Linked DNA regions of Zea mays: region 1 is linked to region 2. The links are chromatin contacts, called in public Hi-C maps. All regions are on one chromosome and are shown on one strand. The core of a region is the stretch at or near the end of the contact, and the rest is flanking DNA. Distances in the headings are between cores, read along the strand shown. Region 1 holds the start of LOC100283286 (mTERF family protein). Region 2 holds the start of LOC100273309.

What was found. A called contact is a pair of places that touch in the nucleus more often than the background predicts.
Region 1: a Hi-C map of tassel shows a contact between it and region 2, with 2.0 times the contacts expected there. The contact joins the promoter of LOC100283286 here to the promoter of LOC100273309 in region 2. A contact is called at or near these places in 2 of 25 Hi-C or Micro-C datasets (ear and tassel).

What each region holds. Positions count from the first base shown.
Region 1 is chr8:110,291,020-110,295,223 of Zm-B73-REFERENCE-NAM-5.0, reverse strand. It overlaps LOC100283286 (mTERF family protein), which reads left to right and starts at 2,192. Exons shown (of 4, transcript NM_001350187.1): 1 at 2,192-3,670. The coding sequence starts at 2,249.
Region 2 is chr8:110,103,136-110,107,473 of Zm-B73-REFERENCE-NAM-5.0, reverse strand. It overlaps LOC100273309, which reads right to left and starts at 1,757. Exons shown (of 3, transcript NM_001147750.2): 1 at 1,378-1,757. The coding sequence starts at 1,715.

The DNA.
Region 1 (4,204 bases), core at 943-3,442, 190 kb before region 2:
TCGAATTAAAGAGGGGATGTTTCTCCCAAATGTTTGTCAACTCATGCATCGAGAAGAAATGGGAGGACTCACCTTTCCCCCAAACGACCGAACTGGAGCACAGTCGCTGTAAATGGCAGCAAAACCTCATGCAACTGGGCGGAGAAACCTCTGGTCAATATCAGTCCGACGGCGATTTTGCATTCTCTCACATAGGATTGAACGCAATGACGCCGCCCTAGCTGGATCTATGGTGGCATGGCTAGCGGGGCGGGAGGGGCGGCAATCTCATGGGAGTGGGGGCCAGGTGCGGCAGTCCGGTTATAGCGTGAGGGGTGAGGGACGGGCGCTGGCAGCGTGGTGGCCGGGGGTTGCGCGTCGTCGTCGCGGTGGGGGTAGAGATATTGGGAGTGGCAGATCAGGGGTGAGGGACGGGGGCTGGCATACGTACAGAGACTCCATGGAAGGCGTGACGCGATGCAGAGATTGGGAGCGGTAGATCCGGCATGATCCGCGATTTCCTCGCTCTGCGAGATCCGTGGCTGCCCGCTGGGTACGGGGGCGGAGCATGGGCACCATCGCCGGGCGTGGGGGCGAGATCCATGCCTGGCCTGCTCGTCGTGGGGGTGGAGATGTCGGGTTGAAGGTGCTGCGAGGGGGTGATGTCGGGTGCCATCCTGGCCAGTGGAGGGGATCACAACGTAGCGTCGATGGAAGGTTTGGGAGGGGAAGGAAATCGGGCGTTGCGAGCGGGAGTTCAGGCGCTGCGAGCGGGATTTCAGGCGCCGCGGGACAGAACCGTGCACCACTCGTTTGTGTGGACGTCTACAATAACATCTTATAGAGTAGTAGAGATTTAGTAGATGCATATTGACTAGGTCGGCAACCTCCGCATCGGTGAAGCCTCCGGAGCGCGCGGACGACGTGGGGAGCGGATTGAGAGCTTGTGGGCGGCCGTGACGGCGGAAAAAGTCCGCAGGAGATTAGATAGCAGACAGTGGAAGCACGTGGCTAGGACACGGGGGCGCCCGATATGGTTGCTAAGGAGTGGCCGTGGGAGAGGGCGTCACCGCGGATTGTGCCGGTGGCGGAGGAGCCGCCGCCGACAGATAGAAGCGAACATGCTGGGTGTAGCCTGGCCACTGGGAATGGAGTACTAGTGCGGCGAGGATTGCGGGCCCCGAAGCCCATCTCCAATACAACATGTTCGCTTCGGCTCTTCTGTAGCCTGCCCAAGAAGCCAGTCCTGGCTTTTAAGGCTATCCGTATCGTACTCTGAATTAATACTAAAAAAATCCTATCCTCACCAGTGAGGCCCGTTTGGTTACTTTGGTTCAGGGACTAAAATTTAGTTCCTATCTTGTTTGGTTTTAAAGACTAAAAGTATTTAAAACGTATTAAATAAATTATAAGAGGACTAAAATACCTCTAAGCATTATCCCACAATTAGTGCAACTGAAATAAATGAGTGACAAAACGTGAAATTTATATGGTTTAGTCTCTTTTAGTCTCCTCTTGATGGACTAGAAACTAAAATAGTTTAGTCTCTATTTTAGTCATACCGTTTGATAATTTAGGGATTAAATATGACTAAAATAGATAGACTAATCTTTAGTTTCTCAAACCAAACGTGACCTAAGATTCTTTACTCTATACAACAATTATGTTTACTCTATATATCAACTAGCATATATTATATTATTATTTTTCACCTACATGTGCTTATCTTATCTCCCTATATCCTTCTAGCAACACACGAGACTAGATAGAGTATGTCCCTTACAACGATGTATAACTATAATTTACATCCTACAACATAATAGACATACGCTCTCCAATTTCCTATTAGTTGTCACTTAGAACAATAATACGGTCTCTAAAATATAACTATAATTAATGTTTTTTGTTAAAATATAAATAAACTCTTAGTATATTTATATTTTTATAAAAATACTTGTTAAGACAAATTAATGCTTATAAATATTAGATTTTAAAACTAAATAATAAAATAGTTAATTGTACTTAAAATTTTATAAGTTTAACTAAAATCTTGTTAAAACGACAACCAATAAACCAATAGTACACATGACGCTGAAGGCGTATTTTACCCTACGACGGCATAGTTCAGCGCGTGCAGTCCGCCACTGCGGCCTACAGCTGTAGGCCTGTAGCCTTTGCCTTCCTCTCTGCTGTGGCTCTGCATCTCATCGCTGCGGCTTTCATCCTCGCCACCGGACCTCTGTCGCTCACCTGTTGCCCCCAAGTCCAAATGATGAAGTCCCTCCTCTTCTCCGCCCACCCCACGTCGCTGCTCCTCCCCGCTCCCCGCCTTCGCAGGCTCCTCCGCCTCCGCGCCGCCTCCTCTGCCTCCGCTTCCGCGCCGCCCCGAGCCGACCGCCGCTCCCCCGGGACGCCTTCGCGCCGACCATCCTCCTCCCTCTACGCGCGCCCCAGCCTCCTCGACATGGAGCGGGATCGCGCCACCCGCCGCGCCGATGTCGACGCCTTCCTCACCTCCCTCGGCGTCGACCCGGGCGAACTCGCGGGCCTCGAGCTCCCAGTCACCGTCGACGTCATGCGGGAGCGCGCGGAGTTTTTGGGTTCCCTCGGGCTCACCCAGGAGGACCTCGCTGCCTACCCTCTCGCTCTCGGCTGCAGCGTGCGCAAGAACATGGTCCCCGTCCTCGACTACCTCGGCAAGCTAGGCGTACGCCGCGATGCGCTCCCGGACCTGCTGAGACGGTACCCGCAGGTACTACACGCCAGCGTCGTCGTCGACCTTGCCCCCGTCGTCAAGTACCTCCAGGGTATGGACGTGAGGCCCACTGACGTGCCGCGCGTGCTCGAGCGCTACCCGGAGCTCCTCGGATTCAAGCTCGAGGGCACCATGAGCACTTCCGTCGCCTACCTCGTCGGCATTGGAGTGGGGAGGCGTCAGGTAGGCAGCGTCATCACCCGTTTTCCAGAGGTGCTTGGCATGCGCGTGGGGAAGATAATAAAGCCTTTCGTCGAACACCTTGAGGGCATCGGGCTGCAGAGGTTAGCTATTGCAAGAATAATAGAGAAGAAGCCATATGTGCTTGGATTTGGGCTACAGGAGAAGGTGAAGCCTAACATTGAGGCTCTTGTGGACATTGGAGTGAGGAAGGAGGCCCTAGCATCCATTGTGATGCAGTACCCCGACGTTCTTGGACTTGAACTGAGGGACAAGCTTGTTGCACAACAGAGCTTATTTGAGTCGAGCATATTGGTTAGTCGTGAAGATTTTGGGAGAGTGCTGGAGAGGATGCCGCAAGCCATTAGTCTTGGACGAGCTGCGGTTCTGAAGCATGTTAATTTCCTCACAGCTTGTGGATTTATGCTATCTCAAGTGAGCAAAATGGTTGTGGCATGCCCCCAACTGCTTGCACTAAATATAGATATAATGAGGATGAATTTTGAATACTTCAAGAATGAGATGGAGAGGGATTTGGAGGAGCTGGTTGAGTTTCCTGCATTCTTCACATATGGCATCGAGTCGACTGTGAGGCCTCGGCATGAGATGGTGTCCCGGAAGGGCCTCACATGCTCCCTTGCATGGCTTCTTAACTGTTCTGATGCCAAATTTGATGAGCGCATGAAGTATGATACAATTGGGGTTGAGGAAATGGAGCGTGAGGATTCTTCTGACATGAATGCATCTGTGGATGAGGTAGAGAGTGAGGAGTATGAAGACAGTGATTATGGTGACTCTGATGATGAGTTTGTTCGATAATTTATTTCACTAGTCATTAGATTTTTAACTTTGGAGTATGTGCTTGGTACGCGAAATGTCAAATTATAGCTTAATGATGCATTTCTCATCTTCCTTACTGATGTATCCCCTCAGTTCCAAATTATAAGAGGTTTTGGCTTTTCCAGATATATAGTCTTAATCATTTAAATATACATTATGTCTAAATGTATAGTAAAAATAATGTAAGTAGAAAAGTCAAAATGTCTTATAATTTGAAATAGAGGAAGTACTTGTCAATTCTATGCCAAAACACTACGGGCAACTAACACTAGTGTGTGTATCCCTTCATGACAGACAACTAGCACTAGATATATAGTTATAACTTTTAAGCACTTAGATATACACTATCTAGATATATAGTAAAAACGATCTAAGTAAAAAAGTCAAAATGTCTTACAATTTGAAACAGTGTCAATTCTATGCAAAACACATGTGAAACCATCTTTTTCA
Region 2 (4,338 bases), core at 508-3,007:
GACCCCCCTCTCCAATACCATCTATGCATCTATAGTTCATTGGCGGGTATTGTTCACATGTGAACCGTAACGTGCCGCCTCCACTAGCAACTCCAATCCCTCACCGATCTAGCAACCATAACACATACATTTTAGCAAGTCATATTTCATAATAGCAGAAAATCATGGTGATGGCAATAGGTCATATACAAATACATAGGATAGGTTAATATGTTCTTGCATTACTATAGAACTCTGTGATGCATCAAACAACCGGAACTATAGCAACACTAACAAAAAACAACCTGGTGCTAGTTAATTTATCAAACAATTCACAACTTTTCTTATGCTCTACACTCTAATTCAACAAAAGAACTCGACAATTCATAAAATTCCAAGTCACCTCTAATAAAATTAGGAAGTAAGGCCCTTGATCGTAAAAACAAGATCCGCAGTCACTAAATACCTTCTGAGGTGTTGGAAGTTGTAACCGGACTACAAAGACACTGACTTTTTCTCTTGTTTTATTGCATGAAAAGACAAAAAAAATCTGTATATTATAACATCTGTAGTTAACGACATGATCAACTGTACCGCAACCTGCTCTAGTTTACACAATTATTGGATTCTTCTCGATTTTTAAAGTAATATTCACAGCATGGCAACATCCAACACCTTTTGTGATATAAACCTTAATGCAGCACCAATTTCTCCAGTTACTTGTTCCATCTTCTATGGACTAACATTGTATTTATGTCATATTTGGCTAGATTTTTTGAAATGCTGAAACAAAACACCACCATGAAATGAAGAGGCACATGGAAGAAATGTAACACGAGCACCACAGAAATATGCATAACCAAGGTGCAAGCATAGAAGTAGATGAAATCTAGAGAGCAAATGAGGGACCTCTTTTGTTGAGTAGCTGAGCAAATTTGCTTACTGTCAAGGGAAATCTACAATTAGGATTCAAGGGCTATAACAGATTGCTATCTTGGGATTTTGTGTATAATTAAATCTCAGTACAAAACATGTAGTAGTTCAAAATAGCAACTAATAAGATGGATGGTGCGATTCAGTAACAACTAACAACAATGCTTCAACCTCTAATAATTGTACCATCCAAATACTGGTAGAAAATTAGAATCAGCTTCTGCAGTTAAACGCATAGGGCAGTCATGTAGAATTGATGATATATGTAGCGGGTGAGAGCATGGTGATGTACATTCTAGGCAATCTTTTTAATGCTTATGCAATTACATTTAACTTGGGTTGATCAGAATGCGTATCTACTACTACTACAAGTGACCATTCAATTTGTCACTCTCCTCAACGAGACAAATTCAGCAACAACAGCGAAGGACAAGATATGTGGCTACTGCAGGTTAAAATCATTACTCGGTGCCCTTGAGGCGTAGGATGTTGAACTGCTCCGGCGTGAGGATGGCCTCCCACTCCTCTTCCGACTTCTGCACGGATCCCGGCGGCGGCGTCGACGACGACATCGCCGCCACGCTCGGGGGCCTCCGCCCTGCCGCGCCGTGCAACGCTGACGCCGCCGCGTGGCCCCTGCACGGCCGAGCTGCGCACGAGAGGGGCGCGGATCGAGGGCGCGCGGCAGAGGGCGAGGGTGCGAGGAGAGAGGAGAGCGGGAGCGCAGCGTGCGGCGCCAAGGCAGCGCAGCGGGAGCACGAGCGGGACGCCATCCTCAGCCTCAGCAGACGCTGGACGCACATAGTTGTTTTGGCAGCAGTTAAGTGCAACGTGTCGCGTTCGTTGTCTGATAAGGTTCTGGACGGGCGTGCTTATGGACTGGTGCGTTTGGCAGGAACGTCATCTAAATTTCATCCCCTAAAACAATATTTTCTGTTCTTTACAGCACTCGCTAAAAGATTTTATACTCTATATCTTCTTTATCTCCAACAATATCCCTTAAATTTCATCTCTATATCAACAGTATTACCAGATTTGACATTCTATATTATTTTTTACCGCTCGTCAGCACATGCACAGAAATCAGCACAGTGTATAGAGCACTATCGTACATCCTCTATACATAGCACATGCATGGCATCCTCTAAATTTTAGAGAACCTTTTAGAGTCTCTTGTTGGAGGGATAAATGATCTAACAAACCTCTATATTTAGAGGACATGAGCTTTTACAGATCGTTGTTGGAGATAGGCTTAGGCTGTCTCCAGCAACGTCCCCTAAATTTTATCCCTTAAAAGAATATTTTTTGTCTTTTACAGCACTTTCTAAAAGATTATGTACTATATCTTCTTCATCTCCAGCAATATCTCCTAAATTCCATCATCTATATCAACAGTGTACTAGATTTGACATTCTATATTATTTTTTACTACTCGTTACCACGTGAGCGTACAGACACAAAAAGGATCTGACACGCATGTACCGTGTATAGAGCACCCTCTATAGATAGCGCACATATGCCATCCTCTAAATTTTAGAGGACCTTTTAGAGTCTCTTGTTGGAGGAATAAAGGACCTGACTGTCCCCTACATTTAGAGTACATGACCCTTTACAGGTTGCTGCTGGAGTCGGTCTTAGGCCATGCTCCTCTAAAGGAGGAGCTTGTTACAGAAGCTAGCGCTTTTTTCAAATCGTTTAGCAAAATAAATTCAGCTCCTCATGTAATATATGATTTGATGTATGAGACAAAAAAACATGGTGAAAAATATTTTGTGGAGTAATATTACAACAAAAGAAGATTATGGTGAAAAAATATTTTATAGAGTAATATTTGAAAAGCATTTGCACATCACAATTCACACATAAGTCATACATCACCTCAAGGATTACCTAGAAGCTAGAAAGAAAGATCGCTCTTGCGATATCATCACAAAACATATCCATCGTATGATCATTGGAGTATATACATGATAAGTCAGTTGCATTTCTATATCTGGAAGGTATGGTGGGTACATAATTCAGGTTTCGATCGCACTTATGGAAATCTTTGTATTCTCGATGGTTCTCACGAATATAATTATGAAGGCGCATGGTAGCTACAACAATCATTTTTTGCTTTTCTATGGAGTAACTTGGTATCTTAAGAAGTATACACCACTTTATTTTCACACACCAAATGTGTGTTCTACGACATTCCGAATACTTGATTAAAATATTCTTGCTCACTATTTGGTGGAGGCTCCCTTCTCCAATCAGAAACATGGTAACGTTCAACTTTGTATGGAGCCAAGTACCGGGGGCGATTGGGATAGCCCGCATCTATAGTATAATATTTTTCTAGAACAATGTATAAAAGTATATACTTTTTAGCACAAAGAAAGACGATACTTATTATTCTATTGATTTATATATATGACAATAAAAAATTACCTGATGGAGGGTGTGGAAACAAGTTCGCATCACGCTCCAATGCATTAAACAATAGACTTGTGTCATGCATTGATCCGGGTTGTCCAATAGATGCATATGTGAACCATAGGTCAAAGTCAACAACAAAAACCACATTTTGGGTTGCCCTTCCACTTCTACCAATGTATCTAATTTGGTCATGTGAAGGTGATACTGTCGCAACATGACTGCCATCTATTGCACCAATGCAATCTTTGAAAAAAGGCATCATCCTATGATCCTTGGTAATTCTAGGGTGTGTAGTACCAAAGTTTGGATCAATTGGCCTTATATAGTCCACCACACAATGCAATACCTCCTTAAATTTTCGACTAATAGTCTCTCCAGAATGCTTAAAAACATGTTGTGCACCACTATTAGACCAACCATGACCACATGTAACTAAGAAAATGGCAAGAGACTCCATTCAATTGACATGAAGAGAAGATTTGAGTCCATGGTTACTCACTAGCAAATCGTTCAAGCTATATAAAAGAGATGCATCTATCTGGAACATCTTGTGGTTCCTCCTGGATTACTTAATATTTCTCTCACCCAAGCATATCTACTTTATCTTCACTACACGACGGTTGATCTTTAGCGACCCTTATTAAGTACCAATTGTTGGTTGCTAAAGGTTAGGGACCGACGGTTAGTCGCTAAATCCTTTTGTAGCAACGGTCGGTTGGTCGCTAAAAGTCTAGAAATTTAACAACGTATGGTTGGTCGCTATAGATGTCGTCAGGGATTAGAGTCCATGACCCAGCGTCCCAGGACCCAGGCTCCCAGTCCCAGCCTCTTCTATCTGGCATTCTGCGAGCAGCAAATCCAGAGACCTCGACTCCTCCTAACCCTAGCCGCCAGGCTCCAGTGCTCCACCGCCGGTCCACCACTCCGCCCCTCATCTCCGAGTCTCCGACCTGAGCGCGTCGCCCCGCCCCGCCCCGCCCCGCCTCTCCCTCGGTGCCTCCGCGGTAC